Linked DNA regions of Mus musculus: region 1 is linked to region 2. Evidence: chromatin contacts called from public Hi-C data. All regions are on one chromosome and are shown on one strand. The core of a region is the stretch at or near the end of the contact, and the rest is flanking DNA. Distances in the headings are between cores, read along the strand shown.

Evidence for each region. A called contact is a pair of places that touch in the nucleus more often than the background predicts.
Region 1: a contact with region 2 is called in a Hi-C map of cranial neural crest, with 1.7 times the contacts expected there. The contact joins two enhancer-like sites. A contact is called at or near these places in 1 of 15 datasets of contacts at CTCF or cohesin (the G1E-ER4 cell line) and 8 of 484 Hi-C or Micro-C datasets (the G1E-ER4 cell line, cerebellum, cerebral cortex and 5 more).

The regions. Positions count from the first base shown.
Region 1 is chr1:150,932,221-150,935,845 of GRCm38.p6, reverse strand. All of the region lies in intron 1 of Hmcn1 (hemicentin 1), which reads left to right. Among named protein-coding and RNA genes, the nearest start is that of Hmcn1, 59 kb to the left of the region's middle. Within about 2 kb of position 2,050, at least 41 of the 459 cell types and tissues checked have an H3K27ac peak or open chromatin away from gene starts, as enhancers often do.
Region 2 is chr1:150,822,509-150,826,302 of GRCm38.p6, reverse strand. The region is part of intron 4 of Hmcn1 (hemicentin 1); the gene reads left to right. Among named protein-coding and RNA genes, the nearest start is that of Hmcn1, 170 kb to the left of the region's middle. Within about 2 kb of position 1,757, at least 3 of the 459 cell types and tissues checked have an H3K27ac peak or open chromatin away from gene starts, as enhancers often do.

The sequences.
Region 1 (3,625 bases), core at 801-3,300, 110 kb before region 2:
AATGGCACCCCATAGTTTATATGTACCACATTTTCTTTTTCTGTCCATCAATTGGAGTGATTCAAGCTCTTGGCTCTTGTGAATAGAACACAGGTGTCCTGAAGTCTCGTCAATATATTGGTTTCATTCTCTTTGGCTATCTATGCAGAATTGAGTCTCCGTAGTCTATGGTGCTTCTGTTCTAATTGTTTTCTGTAATTGCTACACCTATAGTGTTCCAGGCTCTCTCCTCTACTTCCTCACCAGCTCTTACCTTGCCTTTTGGTAAGATCCATTCTACACAGAGTCAGCTATCTCACTGTGGCTTCGAGTTGAGTTTCTTTGATAATAATGCTGTTGAGACATTTACAAAATATACTTTGCTATTAATCCGTGTCACTTTTTGCCTTTTGTTTCTATTAGCCTATGTTAATTATATAGAGGGGGCATTTAACCCCTTCACTGTTTCCTTCATCTGTTACAATTTTTTTTGCAGCATCTTTTCTGATGTTCTCTATATTGTTCATTTTTAATTAGTGGGGCTTCTTCTTTGATTTTTCTTTTCTTTCTTTCTTTCCACCTTGCTATTGGAGTTCCTTATATATCTCAGAAATTAACCTCTTATTAAAAGTATAATTTAATCCAGTTTCTTCCATCCACTCTGCTAATTATTTTTATTATTATTTGTTGAGCAAAAGGTTTTTAGTTTGGCATAAGCCTGTTTGCCTGCTTCTGCCTTTGTTTTCTGTGTTTTGGGGTCTTACCTCTCCATCCATTCCAATGTCAAGTAATTTTCCTATGTTTTATATTTTTGTAATTTCAGGTTTTCTGTCTAAGATTCTAATCTTTTTTTTTTTTAGTTGATTTTTGTAATTAATGCAAGGCCGGGGGTCCAGTATCTTCCTTGTGAATGCAGATGTTTATTCTCCCAGCACAGCTCACTGTGGGCCATTCTCCTTCCAATGCATGTTCTTAGCACCTTTGCTGAAATCCAGTTGGCTGAAAGTGTGTATTTTTCAAAGATCATAACAGAAAACTTCCCAAGATGGCCTTATTTAAATTGCAGCCATCTGTTTAATCTTCTGCATTTTCAAGCTTCAGTGTCTAAGTCTGTAATTTAATTAAACACAAGTTATATTTCACAGGTTGTTTTTGAAGGTTCATGGTTGACACCTAATCCATAAGATGTATTTCCTAATTGCTTATTATAAATAATTACAAATGGAGCAATCACAATCATTCCTAAGTTAAACAGTCTTGTCGGTAGATTAGATGTTCCAATAAAGTTTACATGTCTACAGTTATTGTGCTAATCAAAATCAGCTTATGAACAATTTTACTATTTATGAATTCTTTGTTAACAAAGAAAATAAATTCACGCTACGGGGCACATGTAGGATACACAGGAGACACAGCTCTCTAACAGCCTCTTTTCTGTTTTGTTCTTGTGGAAAGGAAAGTATTTTAAAATATGTATTTGTGTGTCAGCTAGGAAGATAAATGACTGGTTCTAATAATTTCATTAAGAAATTAATTCCACGCCTCTTGGGCCATGGCTCTGAACTTTGCAGGTTTTGAAAAATTGTACAAGGTAAAATGTGAGTTACTTTTGGTAAAGATGTCAAAACCGCATAAACTCAATTCTATAGCCCCTCCATTTCTTCCTCATTTCCTTATTCTCCTCCTCTTCTTCCTCCTCCACTTCTTTCCCTCTCCTCTTCTTCCTCCTGTTACACCGAATAGGCAAATACTTCTTGCCAGAAGAAAATTGTACACTGCTCTTTTGAAAGGCTTTCTTAGTTTGGGTTTGTTCAATAACTCAAAATGATTCATGTTAGCGATGAGTGCTGAAATAGAGAGAAAAGTCAATTGGCTAGGATATTATCACTTGTGTGCTAAGAAAAATAAATGTTCTTGAAAAATAACGACCCAGAGGACTGGGTCCATTCTTCTTCCGTTTCTCTCCCAGGGTCTCCGACAACTGCAGGTTGTTGTAATGCTCAGCACTGTGAGGTTCGGCTTCCATCACTCGCTCCTCTCTTCAGCAGACACTGCACTTCTGCAATGTGCTAGGCACTCACTTGGCACTGGGGTGGCTGAAAACGAAAACCAGATGGAGTCCCTCCCCGCTCTGGCTAGCAGTCTGCGAAGAGAGAAATTGATTAAATAGTCAAATTAAACAGTTGAAAATCTAAAATGTAGCTTGGAGAGTCTGAATTAGTGGAGGGAGGCAGGCACGGCTTCTCCACAGAGGAGGGAAGACGAGACTAAAAACTTGGGAGAAACTGGAATTAACAAGGGAAACGGCAGAAGAAAGAACAGCTTAGGAAAAGACACAAGGAAAAATATCCTATGGGATAAGAATGTGCAAACCAAGTAAGAGAAAATAAAAGGCACAGAGAGTTTATGAAGGTGGAAATCAGACCATGTGGAACAATGTAGTCTATGCTAAGGGGTTTGACCCTAACAATGGAGGGGTTTAATTGGTTTATGATGTAATAGTGCTTATATCTACTTTGTTTCCCGTGGGCAACAGATTAAAGAGGACTTTACTGTGCCTTATGAAGGGACGTTTAGAGTCTCTCCTATAGTCTGGGATCTTTGGAAGCCAAGAAGATAAATCTAGGAACAAGGTTGTAGCTGAGGAGATGGGAAGGCACTGGAAATGTTCAAAAGCTATTTAGTAGGTAAAATGGGTATGGCTTAGTGGTGGTTAGGTATGGGAGGAGTGTGAATGAGCCAACAATTTGAATTGGGCTAACTGGACAGACATAGATACTTTCTCCATAGGCAACAGATAGATTCTAAGAAAGAGCCAGGTTCTAAGGTAGAAGTAAAATCATAAATTTTTGTTTTGATGCCTCCCCAGAGATGAACAGGGTGCTTTAGTAAAAATGGACCAGACACCACAGCAATGGCATCATAGTGAGACTGCATTAGGTGAGAGCTGCATACATGTGAGGCACCCTAGTGGACCAGTGCAGTCCACCATTGCAGTGACTATGAACAAAAGGTCTTGCCAAGGATGAAATCACCCAGAAAGGATGCGGCTAAGATGGCCTGGAAAAGATCCTCTAGGAACTATAAGATCTTTACTGACCAAGTAAGGAGAAAGAGTCTGCCATTGGGAGACTCAGACACAATCATAAAAGAGCAGGGTGATGTATCAGCACAGACAGAGACCGGTTCAGGAAGACTGAGTGGTGCCAAATGTGGCTGGAAGATCATGGAGATGGAGGCAGGATGGCGTTTGCATGGCGTACTAGCTTGAGGATCTCCTGTGACTTGACACCAAGCTATTTTAGTGAAACATTGAGACCAGAGGCCAGATTTGACACCAGTGGGGACTTTCATGCAGAAGAAGAGGAGGTTATCATAGACACACAGTTGGATGTTCATGCAAAAAGGAGATGAGAGGTGGGATGGCAGTAAGGAGAATTAGGGGCATGGAGCTATTCTGTTGTCTTGTTTTGGGGTTGTAGAATCTTGAAGAACTTGGAATCTTATAAGAAAGAGAGAAAACATGTATGGCAGAACAAGTAAGTCACCAGAAACCAAGGTTCCAAACACCGTGTGTGTGATCAGTTTTCCCCTTTGGTTCACTAGATTCTGACTGTGGGTTTTTTTTTTTTTGTTTGTTTGTTTT
Region 2 (3,794 bases), core at 508-3,007:
AAGTAATCTAATCGGTCAGTATTCTTGGGGGCATTCCTGGGGGCATGAGCAATGCATTAGCTGTCTATGGGCGTATGCACAATAAATCATAACCTGGACGTTTCTAGGGTCAGAATAAAAGGAAGCTTACTCCAGAGTTGAGCTCTGAGCCATTATTGAATGCTCGCTAAAGGGTATGCTCAGAGGATGACATACATCCTGGTGGACTGGAATGCTAGCAGCACATGATAGCCTTAAATTTTAGTATGTGACCTCAGTCCCTCAAACTGCACTTCGGGCACCTTGTTCTGATTGCCTCCTTTAGTTATCACAGGGATGTTCATTAGTTGTTTAGGGGCTTTGAAGAAAATTTGGAATTCTGGCCTCCACGATATATTACAAGGCATTAATGACATTGAACCCAGACCAAAGGATTCTGTTGATGGTCTAGAAAAGCCTATCTCTCTTAGCTAGGTCAGAGTAGGATCCATGATGCTTACCAGCATTGTAGTACAGCATTTTGACAAAAATCATTGTCTTAGAAATGAAAATTTCTGTTTTTTAAACAAATGGGGAGGGCAAGAACATTGGGACCCAAGGGCACATGTTGCTTTGCTGCTAATTTTGTGACTTACACACTTTGGCACAGATAAATCACTCTTACTCATCTCTAAAATAGAGATCATTGTGCATAGAAGTACTGTGCCAGGGTTTCTGTGCAAATGAGTGGAAAGCTCTTGGAGCATCTGCATGTAATAAGCATCGTAGGTACACCTGCTACATGGTAGTGGTACATCACAAAGTGTTCACAATTAGCCAAGGATTTCCTAGAGTAAACTGGCTGGTGAACATGTCTGTTAGGGATTATGTTAACTATTAATTGATGCAGGAGGGTCCAGATTACTGTGGGCAGCACCAGCAAGGTGAGCACAGGAATGAAATGAGTGGGCTAGCAAGCAGCATCCCTCCATGTCACTCAGTTCCCTGTTCTGACTTCATCCCGTGATGTGCCGAGACTTGGAAGTATAAGCGCAATAGGTGCTTTCCTCCAAAAAGTTGCCTCTTGTTAATGTTTTAGCAGAGTTTCAAAACATCAAACTAGAACACCTCCCGAGCAAAAGCACCAAGGTTCTGCTCAGTAACATGAGCTCAAATTTCCCTTTCTTATCTCATCAAAATTTCACGACACCAACCACTTTGAAGAATTAAATAAATGTGTGCACTTAGGCATGAGTATCAGTCATGGTATAGGCTATAAAGTCTTTGAATTGCATTAGCATCTTCATGAACCCAAGGAGTTTAAGTAAAAATATGTGGCTTGTTGAGCCAGAATAAGTCTGGGCAGATTAAAACAATGCAAGAACTCACTTCAGATACGATTTTTCTCATCTATCAAATAAAGGAGCTGGATTCATCGGTCTGTCCCCAAGGCCCATTGTACAGATAAATTGCTAGGATTAACTAGAGAACAACCTTTACATTAAAACCTTTAAAGTGCCACCAATGGCCCCCTAGTGGCTTGAAAAAGTACTGTGTTGATAGCAAAGCACAGCCCAAAGACTCTCACTTCATTCTATTTCATTTCTTTTGTCATTATAATAGATCATTCCCAACCTCACAAGAATGGTCCCCACAGTCAGACAATTAGTGATGTTTTCCCTTTATATCTGGCAACCCGAGAAGCAAGAGACCTCAGAGCACATTCTGTAGCTTGCATCTGTACGTTTTTTGTTCACATGTTGATAGTATCTGTAGTTCCTCATAACTGGAGCTGCATCTGTTTTCAATTAGACTTTTCTTAGTAGTGGATAACAGAGTGATCCGAGGCTCCTGGTAGAGTCTGCACTATGTCTTTCCCAAGAAGGATTGTTATGATACAGGGTAATCTCTTTGTGAAAATCTCATAAATGTTGTGTTGATGAATTGAAAGTGATATTAAATGTGTCTAACACCAGCTTATATTCTACAGCATCTGAACACACTTGCCCTAGGAAAATGCATCTGCTTTGAGGAAGGCCGTCATTTTCCCAAGAATGCTTAGGACTTGGATAGGTTTCCTGTAATGTATAACCTTGCTACATTGGATTTGAAGGCTAGATGTATTTGTGGAAGCAACACAGAGACAAACTGCTAACTTACTGGAGGATATGCATGAAAATAAATTCGCTATGTTTCTACTTCATAGAATCACTTCATTATTAACCTGGAGATGTTGGGAGCTTCTTTTTTTTTGTGCTTCCTTAAAAGTATTTCTTACAATTGGGGTATTAAATAAGGGGGTTTCATTCTGACAGTGCCTAATATTCACCATCCTAACACCATCTCCTGTTCGTATCTCTTCCACGGCTCTCTCCTCCTCAATGGCCGTGCTTCTGCTCAAATGTCTTATGGGAATATATTTTGCATATGACACCTGTCTCTCATCCCCCTTCCCATCCTCTCTTGCTTCATCTTCCCGCTGGTGCCCTTCCTCCCACACTAATAGTCCCCCTTTCACTTTCATGTCTTACAGACTCTTTCTTTTAAACTCTAGATTCTATGCACCAATGAGAAAAGTGTAATATTTATCTTCAGAGATCTGACTTGTTTCACTTGGTTCAGTGATCATCAGTTCCACTCCTTTCCCTGACAATGTCTTAACTTCACTTCTTTTTTTCAGCTGTAGGAGATTCCAATGTGTATCAGTGCCACACTGTAGGAGATTCCACTGTGTCTAAGTTCCACTCTGTCTTTCTCCATTCATCTGTTGATGGCGCACTGGCTTGTTATTCAGCGTAGTTAACAGTGAACAGTGCTGTAATGAACATAGAATTCCAGGAGTCCCTGTGTTATGCTTATCTGGATGTATTTCAGATAATGGTAGCTAGATCATATGGTGGTTTTATTTCCTAGGACTTTAAAACAGAATTCCTGTACTGATATGTACAGAGGCTGCACTAACCTGCAGTCTCCCCAGCACTGTATGTGGCTTCCTTCCTTCGGTGTCCTTGATGGATGGGATGGACTGGGAGTGGCACTTGTTTCATAAGCCTAACCCACCTTTCAGCTGAGGACCAGTCATGGCCACGCTGGACTTGCCTGAAGAACTGATGTTCTTCTATTGGTTTGCTTAACTTCTCTCCTTCCTCTTCCCTTCTCTGACTTTAAATGTTTTTTATTATTGCCTAAATTTACCGATTGCTTTCTCAGACACTAAATTAGTCCTTTGTGTTTTCTGAAAACAAAGCAAATCTTTAAAGCCTTTTTAGTAAAAATGCCATTGCCGATTATTACCTCATATGTTCTAGAGATGTCAAATATTAGTTACAATTGGCCTGGTTCCTGTTGTCATGTGGGGAGATTTGATGAGAAGGACCAGTCATACTTTCATATTCAGTCATGAAAGATTGCTAAAGCTCTTCAAATACCAGCACCTGCTTCTTTGCAAAGTTGTATGGGTATATATATGGAAAATCCAGGTGCATTATGGGGTTAAACTTGAAGGAAATCTGTCTATCACTTGATTTATGGAACACATGTTCTTTTGAACTCATTCATGACAGCATGACAGTTTTCTTTGAAATACATCACTTTCACTCTTTAAGAATGTTAGTAATTTTCAAGAGGAGCTTTGTGAAGAATTCCAAAGGTCTCAGCCTGGCTTATGGAACCATATTTATGATACTTCCAGTGTTATTCTTTTACATTTTAATTACATGCACAACTTAATGGTTTGCATGGTTATCTGTCCATCCATCTATCTATCAATCATCTATGTACATGTATGTGTGTATGTATGCCTTCATAAAGGCAATGTTTAGTAAACAAACCAAATA